2 separate regions of the Sus scrofa genome follow, and region 1 is linked to region 2. The links are chromatin contacts, called in public HiChIP or PLAC-seq maps. All regions are on one chromosome and are shown on one strand. Each heading gives the region's core, a stretch centred on a gene start, on an enhancer-like site or on the middle of the called end of the contact. The rest is flanking DNA. Distances are from core to core; before and after follow the strand shown.

Evidence for each region. HiChIP or PLAC-seq counts read pairs in DNA pulled down with a chosen protein or histone mark.
Region 1: a contact with region 2 is called in an H3K27ac HiChIP or PLAC-seq map of alveolar macrophages. The contact joins two enhancer-like sites. A contact is called at or near these places in 1 of 47 Hi-C or Micro-C datasets (embryonic fibroblasts) and 1 of 2 datasets of contacts at active chromatin or transcription factors (alveolar macrophages).

The regions. Positions count from the first base shown.
Region 1 is chr11:49,067,664-49,073,027 of Sscrofa11.1, reverse strand. All of the region lies in intron 3 of LOC110255830 (a long non-coding RNA gene), which reads left to right. Among named protein-coding and RNA genes, the nearest start is that of ACOD1, 6.8 kb to the left of the region's middle. Within about 2 kb of position 3,262, at least 1 of the 83 cell types and tissues checked has an H3K27ac peak or open chromatin away from gene starts, as enhancers often do. A contact at or near this core is called in alveolar macrophages, where this site is marked.
Region 2 is chr11:47,575,298-47,580,785 of Sscrofa11.1, reverse strand. TBC1D4 (TBC1 domain family member 4) reads left to right here. Exons shown (of 20, transcript XM_021065670.1): 12 at 2,830-2,990. Among named protein-coding and RNA genes, the nearest start is that of TBC1D4, 180 kb to the left of the region's middle. Within about 2 kb of position 1,300, at least 1 of the 83 cell types and tissues checked has an H3K27ac peak or open chromatin away from gene starts, as enhancers often do. A contact at or near this core is called in alveolar macrophages, where this site is marked.

The DNA.
Region 1 (5,364 bases), core at 2,013-4,512, 1.5 Mb before region 2:
AATGATCACTCAAGAAAGCAGGCTGGCTTAGCACCAAAACCATGCAACAGAAGCATGAGCCATGCCCCCAAACAATAAAACAATGGTAGAATGAGAACCATATCCTGCCCAGTGAGGTTAGTTAATATTTCCTAGGACACGCTTCTCTGCATAGACTAAAAACAAAAATATAGGAAAAGGTGGACATTATACTGAAACCTGAGATGATTTACCATATTTTTCTATATGCTATCACCTTTATGCTCATTTCCATCGCATCACAACAAGCCCAGTTTGACCATGTAGGGACAGAAAGACTCCGCTGCCAGACGTAGAGAAGAGTCTACTCAAGAATGAGGAAGAAGGTGGTCTTCTCCCCTTCCCCATTCTTCTTTTGATGATTAAACTCTAGCCCACAAGTTCTGGGTATGGCACCCCCTTGCCCACTCACTTGTATTTCTCACAAGCATCCTATACTAATAAACTCTTTGCTTACCTGTCTCTCTGCCTCTCGACGATGAATTCTCTCTGCACCAAGACAGAAGAACCTACACTTTGCTAAGTTCTGAGAATGTGTTCTGCTGGTTCCAATTATACTTTATGCTTTCAGGCACTCTAGCTCGAAGAAAAGGATTGTTTGTAGCTGTCCTTATCAGCACAGATAGTCTGTCAGTTAACTAGCAAATACTGAGTGATTATCCACTGGCCATATTGCCCCACATTGAATGTTGGCAAAAAGAATAAAAGGGTGGTTGCCTTATTTGAAGAAATGAGACATTTGAGAAATGGCAGACATTTAAAAAATATTCCATGCAGGAAGTGTGTCTGCACATTTAGCAGACAGAATAGATTCTAGATAATTCCTCTTCTTTTGAAGCTTTATTTATAGAATTGTCTTGGATCTTGAAAGGAATGTGGTTAAGCATTTCAGCAGCCATTTGATATTCCCATTTCATTTCACACCAGAGGCTCTTTTTAGATGATACAGTCTTTCTTCAGCTTAAGGAAATTTTCTTCTATTGTTTTCTTGATTCAGTTCCCTGTCTGTTCTCCTTCTGAGCACATATTGGGTAGACATTATTTCTCTTGCCTTTATCCTCTGCGTTGCCACTTGATTCTTGTAATTTCCACGTTTTTACATTTCTGTTTAATGCTCTGATAGGATTGCATAACTTGGTCTCCTAATCACTAATTTGGTCTTCAGTTGTGCCTGTTCTGCTATTCAACTCTTTAAATGAGTTTCTTATTTTGGCAAGAATTGTTTTTTATTTTATTAGAACGTATTTTTATTTTTATTATTTTAATTTTCTTTGTTCTCTGGTTAATGTTTTCCATAATAGCATCTTCTACTTTTATGAATACTGTAATTTAATTTTCTATGAGAAAATTACTTTAAAATTAGAACATTTTTTCCTGTTTCTTCTGGAATCATTCACAATACTTCATCATCTGGTACCTTTCCTTCATGCTCTTGGTTTTCCTTATGTTTATTCATTATGAATTCCAGGTGAATCAGACTGGTCACAGTTATTGGGACATGACTCTTGACGGCAGTATCACTCTGTCTGCGGTGGATGCTCGTCTGTCCCTCAATCCCCCAATCTAGATGATGACCCTTAGGCTTGGAGACCAAGGGGCCTCCTCCCTGGTCAGATCTTAAGGAAGCTCTTAAACTCAGCTTAGGTGAGAGGTACTGGTCAGGGTGTAAAAACAGGGCTAACATGGTCAGCCATGCTTGCATATTATAGTTTAAAGATTAAAAAAATATATATATAGGCCACAGAACCTACAGAGAGAACTTCAAGTTTTTTCACTGACATCTCACTTCAGTAGAAATTTTGGATTAAATCACCACCAGACCACTGGCGGGCTCTAGATTGCTTTCCTTGGATCAATGTCCGTTGCTGGGCTAATCAGTCATGGTGGGGGTGGTGGGGTCTTGTGGGATCTGTGTGATCACTTAGTCAACAGAGGGGGACCACAAACTCGGGGACCACGAGTGTGCTGCACATTATTTGTCTTGGCTTATAAGGTGTGATGATCTTCTCCCAAGAATTATCATCATTGACTTTTATTTTTTTTTTTTTTACTTATTTTTCATGTTCCATGTGGCTTTGACTGCTCTATTCCATTAAGCATAGAACATTAAGCAGGATATTTTACTGATGTCTCAATGATTTTATCCCCTGTCTTTCATTTGCACATATTCTTCCTGGCTGATAAACTAGAATTCTAAAACTTAACTTTATGAAATTAGCAGGAAGAGAGAGAACAAAGAGATACCAACTGAAAGTTGAGGCTGGGCCTCACAGAACCATCAGCTATGGGCCCCTATTGGTACTGAGCACATTCATAGGACTGGCTATCAGTTTTGCAGGTCTTGATTTTTATCGATGCATCCAAAGTTGACTAGAGTCTTGGGGACTGACTCTCACTAACCCAAATAATTTGAGAACAAAGAGTCAATCAGAATACTAATTTGTTTTTTTTTGTTTGTTTTTTGTTTTTTTACTTATTTATTTATTTTTGTCTTTTTGCCATTTCTTGGGCCGCTTTGGCGGCATATGGAGGTTCCCAGGCTAGGGGTCGAATCGGAGCCGTAGCCACCAGCCTACGCCAGAGCCACAGCAATGCGGGATCCGAGCCGCGTCTGCGACCTACACCACAGCTCAGGGCAACGCCGGATCGTTAACCCACTGAGCAAGGGCAGGGATGGAACCCGCAACCTCATGGTTCCTAGTTGGATTCGTTAACCACTGCGCCACGACGGGAACTCCCAGAATGCTAATTTGTTAATTTACATTGATTAGAATTCCATAGAGTCTGCTACTCAAGCCCTTTTTCTCTGTCAAGAAGGCAAATTAGCGATGGTCATAGCAGAGGAGCAGGCTGAGAGCTGCTTTGCCCAGACTGTGGAAGAGCCACTGTCCTTGCCCCAGGAAATCTCCTATCTCCCTGGTACCCAGATGCCTGCATCCACCAGATGCTCTACTAGATGCATTTGACTATATTCGTATTTTGCTTTCCATAAATGACCTTTATGTCGTTGGCCTTTTAGCATTTGCTCTATGAAGACATGATGGTACCTTATAGCACAGGGTGATCAGACATCCCTGGGTTTTACATTTTAGGCTCCAAACACATCAGCCTTGTCAGTCGGGGGGGATGGATGAGCTCTGTACCCTCCAAGTTTACTACATGAAAAAAACATGGACTCTGGGTGTCAGCAGCATGACAACAAATAGGGGAACTCACTGTCGTCATGTTTCAGTGAGAGAAAAATTCCTGTCAGTTGAAATAGCTGTCATGATTCATTCAAAATATACACATTAGCCATGCATTTCAACATCTTAGTATTTCCTCAAAACATTGTTGGAAAAATATTTAGAATTAACATTACCTCTTCTGATTTTTCTGACACTTGGTATTTTCCTTATGACTACTTAGGTTCTGCTTTGTGGAATTCTTAGCCTTGCTCCTTTCCTTCCTCCCTCTGTAATTCACAAAGCACAGTCTCCTTTTTCTGCAGTTTAACATAACAAAATCTAATTTGCAAAGGTTTTAATACTCTCTGATTATAGCATCATTTCTGAATCAGTGGTATTCTTTTTTTCCACCAACTTAAATTTGTCTTGTTCTCAGATGGGTGAAAAATGGGAAAAGGAATGGTCAAAATCAAGAGTCTTCTGTGTGGAGGGGAGAAAAGTGCTCAGCAAGTTCCACAGAACAAGCAGGCCTTGGGCTTTGGTGAAGGGATTCAGATAACAGGGTAGGGGGAGGGAAGTCTGGCTCAGGGGCCCATGAGAGCCAGCTTCTCTTTCTCAGCTTCTCCCTGCCACCAAGGAAAGGGCAAGTCTTGGACCTCATGTTTTTATGGCTTGCTCTGTGGTGGGAGTGGAGTCTTCCTACTGGCAAAAATTGGGAAGAGTAGGGGAGTTCCTGTCGTGGCGCAGTGGTTAATAAATCCGACTAGGAACCATGAGGTTGTGGGTTTGATCCCTGGCCTTGCTCAGTGGGTTGACGATTCGGCGTTGCCATGAGCTGTGGTGTAGGTTGCAGACAGGGCTCGGATCCCGTGTTGCTGTGGCTCTGGCGTAGGCTGGTGGCTACAGCTCCAATTGGACCCCTAGCCTGGGAACCTCCATATGCTGCGGGAGCGGCCCAAGAAATAGCAAAAAGACAAAAAAAAAAAAAAAAAAAAAAAAAGAAATTGGCAAGAGTAGTAGGAGGGGGATTTGGAGGCCAGTGGGCTTAATTTCTCACCCTCCCCCCTTCCCTCCCTCCCTCCTTCCTTCTTTCCCACCTGCCTTCTTTTCCAGCCAAGGAATCACTAACGCCTCTAGGTAGGTGTGCCTTCTGATCTGAGTTTTCTGAGGGAATCCAAAAGGCCTTGAAAATTTATTTGCATCTCCCTCCTCTGGAAGCTTCCTACCAAGGTTAGCAAGTCTGGTGGTAAAGAATTATAGGGAAGAGTTCACAGGCAACAGATTATTTTAGAAAACATCCTGCACTTTTTTCAATGATAAAAAACTGTGTGTGTGTGTGTGTGAGAGAGAGAGATGGTGGAGGTGGTTTTGGGGGCGAGATGATTAGGATGGAGGGGAATCTGGAAACAGCTCTATCTGGGTCTGTGGGACATAATGCACTATAAACCTATAATGGTTGGAATTCCCATCATGGCTCAGAGGAAAGGAATCTGACTAGTACCCGTGAGGACACAGGTTCAATCCCTGGCCTTGCTCTGTAGGCTAAGGATCCGGTGTTACCGTGAGCTGTGGTGTAGGTCACAGATGCAGCTTGGATCAGGCATTGCTGTGCCTGTGGTGTAGGCTGGCAGATGCAGCTCTGATTCAACCCCTAGCCTAGGAACCTCCATATGCCGTGGGTGTGGCCCTAAAAAGACAAAACAAACAAACAAAAAAAACCAACAAAAAACCTATGGTGGTTAATGTTATGTGTCAACTTGGCTATGGTATCCAGTAGTTTGGTCAAACACCAATCTAGATGTTGCTTAGGAGGTATTTTTCAGATGTGATAACATTTAAGTCAGTGGACTTTGAGTAAAGCAGTTTACCCTCCATAATGGGCCTCAGCCAATCAGTTGGAAGCCTTAAGAGAAAAAAACTGAGATCACTCAAGGAGGAAGGAATTCTGCTCCAGACTGCTGTTCAAAATCAAGACTTCAACATCAGCTCTTCTTTGGGTCTCCAGCCTGCAGATTACACAGTTGCTAGCCTGAACTATCACATGACCAGCTCTGTAAAATCTCCCCCTCTCTCGTTTGTATTAATTCTAATCACACACACACACACACACACACACACACACACACACACACACACACACCATTGATTCCGTTTCTCTGGGGAAGCCGGGTTAATACAA
Region 2 (5,488 bases), core at 51-2,550:
TGAGGGTTAGAACTTTATCCAGGATACATAACAAAGTGGGTTTGACTATATTGGAATGTGTGTATCAGCTACTTTCTGAAGCATCATAATAGAGCATGTCACTTGCTGTCTGTTTAGTAGCTCAAAGGTATGTCCCTTTCTTTCTTTCTTTCTTTCTTTCTTTCTTTCTTTCTTTCTTTCTTTCTTTCTCTTTCTTTCTCTGTCTGTCTTTCTTTCCTTCCTCCCTCCCTCCCTCCCCCCTCCCTCCCTTCCTTCCTTCCTTCTTTCCTTCTTTCTTTGCTTTTCAGGGCCGCACCTGTGGCATATGGAAGTTCCCAGGCTAGGGGTCCAGTTGGAGCTGTAGCTGCCAGCCTATGCCAGAGCCATAGCAATGCCAGATCCAAGCTGCGTCTTTGACCTATACCACAGTTCACGGCAACACCAGATCCTTTACCCACTGATCGAGGCCAGGGATCAAACCCTTATCCTCATGGATCCTAGTCAGGTTTGTTAACCACTGAGCCATGAAGGAGCTCCCAGTATGTCTTTTTCTTAACCTTAATTTAGCTAACCCCAAAGCAGTAGTTTCAGAAAATACCAAGATTAGAAATAACTGAATTACCTGATAACTGTGAGTGTGGATACACAAAATAAATAAACATATCACAGACGAGGGCTGAATTGCTTTTCTGACTTTTGGTTGCCTCCGCCCTAGTGAGTTCCTCTGGGTACCTGAGCAGGGCTATGGCTTTTCCAGCTGAATTTCACTTCTGCCCTAACTACGAACACTTCCTGGCTCCATCAGAAGTTCTGTGCCTTCACTCATTGGTGTCATCTCCTGTAAATATTATCTTCATCATTCTCTCAGGAAAGCTCAAAGGCTTTAAAACTTAAAAGAACCCAGCATAGTGTCCTTGAGGATTCAGGTTTGATCCCTGGCCTCATTCAGTGAATTAAGGATCTGGCATTGCTGCGAGCTGTGGCATGGGTCACAGATGCAGCTTGGATCTAGCACTGCTGTGGCTGTTGTATAGGCCTCAGCAGCAGCTCTGATTTGACCCCTAGACCAGTAGCTTCCATATGCTGCAGGTACAGCTCTAAAAAGAAAAACAAACAAACAAAATTTACAAAGGGTAAAATATTCCCACCACAAGTAGCAATAGTCATTGCATGGTATTTTGACTGCTGATAGTGTTGGTTTCAAAAGTAAGTTTGAGTCATAATGACCTTTTTTTTTTTCTCCCCCAATGACCTTTTCTTGCAGATAGCCCCAGTGTCATTTAGAGTGCTCTTTCCTAGAAATGAAATTCTTAGAGCAGAGCAGCATTTCTGCATGTTTGTTTTACAAAGCACTAACATAGAAAGATGTGACATCCCCAACTGCCAACCCTTCTGAAAAAAAAAAAAAAAAAAAAAAAGGAAGGTGATTCTGGGGTCAAATAATTTAAGTTAGGAAATTTCTGTATACTATTTCCCTTTGGAGAGTCACAATACATGCCAGCGTATTACAATCTCTAGGTAGTCTTGCTCTAAAGAAATCTGTTTAATTATTTTATTTTATTTTATTTTTTATTTTTACAGCTTCCCCTGCAGCATCTGGAAGTTCTCAGGCTAGGGGTCAGTTGAGAGCTGCAGATGAGGCCTACACAACAGCCACAGCAACACCAGATCCAAGCTGCATGTGAGATCTATGCTGCAACTTGCAGCAAGGCCAGATTCTTAACCCACTGAGTGAGGCCAGGGCACAAACCCATATGTCACAGAGACAAGGTTGGGTCCCTAACCCACTGAGCCACAACAGCCATTAAAAACTTTGTGTTTAATATTTTAAAATGTAACCTATCCAATCTTATTGGCCACACTTTTTTCTTTAATATATCACCTCACAATAATCCCATGGTTGGAGTTCCTGTGTGGCTCAGCAGGTTAAGGATCTGACACTGACAGTGCAGTGGCTCAGGTCGCTGCTGTGGCGTGGGTTAAATCCCTGGCCCGAGAACTTCTGCATGATGCAGGTGCAGCCAGAAAACAGAAATAATAATCCCAAGGTTGACCATTCTGCCTTTGTTCAGGTTTCTTTCTGTCGTGATTCAGCTATGGGTAGGTAACACTTTGGAGATGGTTAACAGTTACAGAAGACTAGAAGCTATCTTGTTAGCCCATCCCAAAAGAGCTATACGAAAAGCTCCTCAGGAGCCTTTCTTGAAATATTTACATTGTTTTGAATATACTACTAATTTTAGGTTTTTTTAGCAAAGCATGGATTCATTAGTTAATCAGCCTTTACTCATTTTTTTTTCTTTTTTTCTTTTTTTTTGCCTTTTCTAGGGCCGCTCCCTCGGCATATGGAGGTTCCCAGGCTAGGGGTCCAATCGGAGCTGTAGCTGCTGGCCGACGCCAGAGCCACAGCAACTTGCGATCCGAGCTGCGTCTGTGACCTACACCACAGCTCATGGCAATGCCAGATCCTTAACCCACTGAGCAAGGCCAGGGATCGAACCTGCAACCTCATGGTTCCTAGTCAGATTCGTTAACCACTGTGCCACTACGGGAACTCCAGCCTTCACTCCTTTGTATAAATACTACTTTTGCTCAGGTTAGAACTTGGAGTGGTGGGCTGCTGTGGAATGAGTAGAAACAGGTGAGCTTCTGATGACTGAGCTGTGGCCTGGACCGCATCTGTCCCAGGATGCGGTGGCCTGGGTGACCAGGGATGCAGTGCTCCATGGTGCCTGTGGCTTGTGCTTGCCCGTCCTGGAACTTGTGAATGGCTTGTGCTACCATTTGGTTGTGAAGGATCATGTGATACAGTTCCCCTTACAAGCTGTATATTTTTGTGCTTTCCTACAGCGATGGAGAGGGGAGGAAAAGGACCTCATCCACCTGCAGCAATGAGTCGCTAAACACTGGAGGAACCCCCGTCACTCCTCGCCGAATTTCCTGGCGACAGCGCATCTTTCTTAGGGTTGCCTCGCCCATGAACAAATCTCCGTCAGCAATGCAGCAGCAGGGTCCGTGTGGTACTCAGGAAACGGTTTTCCCTTCCTGGCAGCATAAATTAGGGGATGGAATTCGGTGCTTTAGTATAAAGATGTTAAAGTGGTTGCAGTGGAGAAATAATTTCTCTTTTTATATCCAATATAGTGGTTAACCTCTCGGATATCATTAAAACCTATCAGATATTCAGCAAACGCTTGTTGAGTGAAGAATGAATAAACAGGAATTCTCATCGTGGTACAGCGGAAATGAATCTGACTAGGAACCATGAGGTTGCGGGTTCGATCCCTGGCCTCCTTCAGTGGGTTAAGGATCTGGCATTGCCGTGAGCTTTGGTGTAGGTTGCAGATGAGGCTCAGATCTGGTGTTGCTGTGGCTCTGGTGTAGGCCGGCGGCTATAGCTCTGACTGGACCCCTAGCCTGGGAACCTCCGTATGCTGCGGGTGTGGCCCTAAAAAGACAGACCAAAAGAAAAAAAAAAGAGTGAACAAACGATTAAATGAATGAGTGAATATATGATTTCCCCAAACCTGTGAAGAGGAAGAGGCCTGCTCCCTAATGTATGGGAAGCCAGCGTAATGCTAGAAAAGACGTCATAGATCTTTTTATTATCAGAAAAGCAACATTTTTTTTTTTTTTACGAGTCACTCAGAACAGAGGAAGGTAGAAATGTTGAACAGTAAAGAAATGGATCCAGATTCACTAGAGAAATATGCAAAAAGAGAGCACTAGCAGCTGCCTTTGCTCATTAGACCAATAAGAAATTAAAGCAAAATGCCCAAAAGGGCAAAGTAAATATAAGAATAAACAAAAAAGATTTAAGAATGACGAGAACACCCATAATTATACAGCTTTGAGAGCTAGAAAATAACACTCTATAGAATTGTGGGGAGAAATGAATGAATAAGTAAATAGCTCTCCTGGGAGATTTTAACATATTCCTCTCTGGAAATAAAATATAGAGGAATCGTATTTGAAAAACACAGTTGCATAAGCTTGATCAGACATTTATATAGAACCTCGCCACTTATTGAGAACATTCATTCATTTTTAGCACACATGGGAGAATTAAAAATTAGTTATGTACTTAGCTATAACGAGTTTTGAATAAATTGCTGACAATCCTGATTATTTATACAGTATTCTGTAATCACACTGGAAAAGGAAGGGAGGAAGAATTAGAGGACAACTAAAAAATTACTTGTGTTTGGAGACTGAAACCTGTGTTCCTAGAAACCAGAAAGAAGAAAATGTCAAAATCCAACATATCAAAATGGAGTGGTGTTTAGAGGGCAATTCTCAAACCAAGAAAGCCAAAATCCAAGGGTACTAAGTATTCTATGCATGCGTTTAAATTAAAAAAATAGTTTATTAAGGAAGTAAACAATAAGGGTAGGGCAGAGATCAGTTAATAAAGGGACAAAAAAATCAAGGAAAAAGCATTTCTAGAGATGAAATTAACTCTGCCTGGGGTGGTCCGAGAAAGCTTCACAGTAAAGTTAGATATTTATTTAAACTTACTGCTGGGAAAAGTGTCTTTCCGAAAGAGGAACTAGAAAAGCTGTAGAGGAGTTCCCGTCGTGGCGCAGTGGTTAACGAATCCGACTAGGAACCATGAGGTTGCGGGTTCAGTCCCTGCCCTTGCTCAGTGGGTTGACGATCCGGCATTGCCATGAGCTGTGGTGCAGGTTGCAGATGCGGCTCGGATCATGCGTTGCTGTGGCTTTGGTGTAGGCTGGTGGCTATGGCTCCGATTAGACCCCTAGCCTGGGAATCTCTATATGCCGCGGGGAGCGGCCCAAGAAATAGCAAAAAAAAGACAAAAAAAAAAAAAAAAAAAAAAAAAAGAAAGAAAGAAAGAAAGAAAAGCTGTAGAGTCATTAGAACTTTGTGGGTCAGGGAGTTCTGAGAAATTCCGTGTGATGAGAGCAGCCTGGGAGCTGGCAAGGTTCTCGATGCCAAAGTCTGAAGGGATCTATATGCCATTCCCAGGCGTTTGGATTTTGTTCTTTGGGATGTAGGCAACCATTGAAATTTTTAAGACACAAAATCAGGTGGTGGTTTTTTGTTTTGTTTTGTTTTTATCTTTTTAGGGCCGCATCTGCGACATACAGAAGTTCCCAGGCTAGGGGGTGAATTGGAGCTGCCCCTGCCAACCTACATCACAGCCACTGCAACGTGGGATCCAAGCTGTGTCTGTGACCTACACTGCACCTCACAGCTATGCTGGATCCTTAACCCACTGAGTGAGGCCCGCCATCAAACCCGAGTTCTCATGGATCCTAGTTGGGTTTGTTACCACTGAGCCGCAATGAGAGCTCCTCTTGTTTGTTAACAGGAAAAGAATTGGCGACAGTGCAAAAGATGACCTGGAACAGAGGGAGAGAACGAGCCCTGGAAATTGGGTCACAGCGTTGCAGGAATGCCCAGAGATGCTGAGTGAGCCAGGCCATGGCCAGAGTCTCTCAGCTGCTTTTCTCTGGACAGGTTCTGATGTAAGGAGTAGACCTTA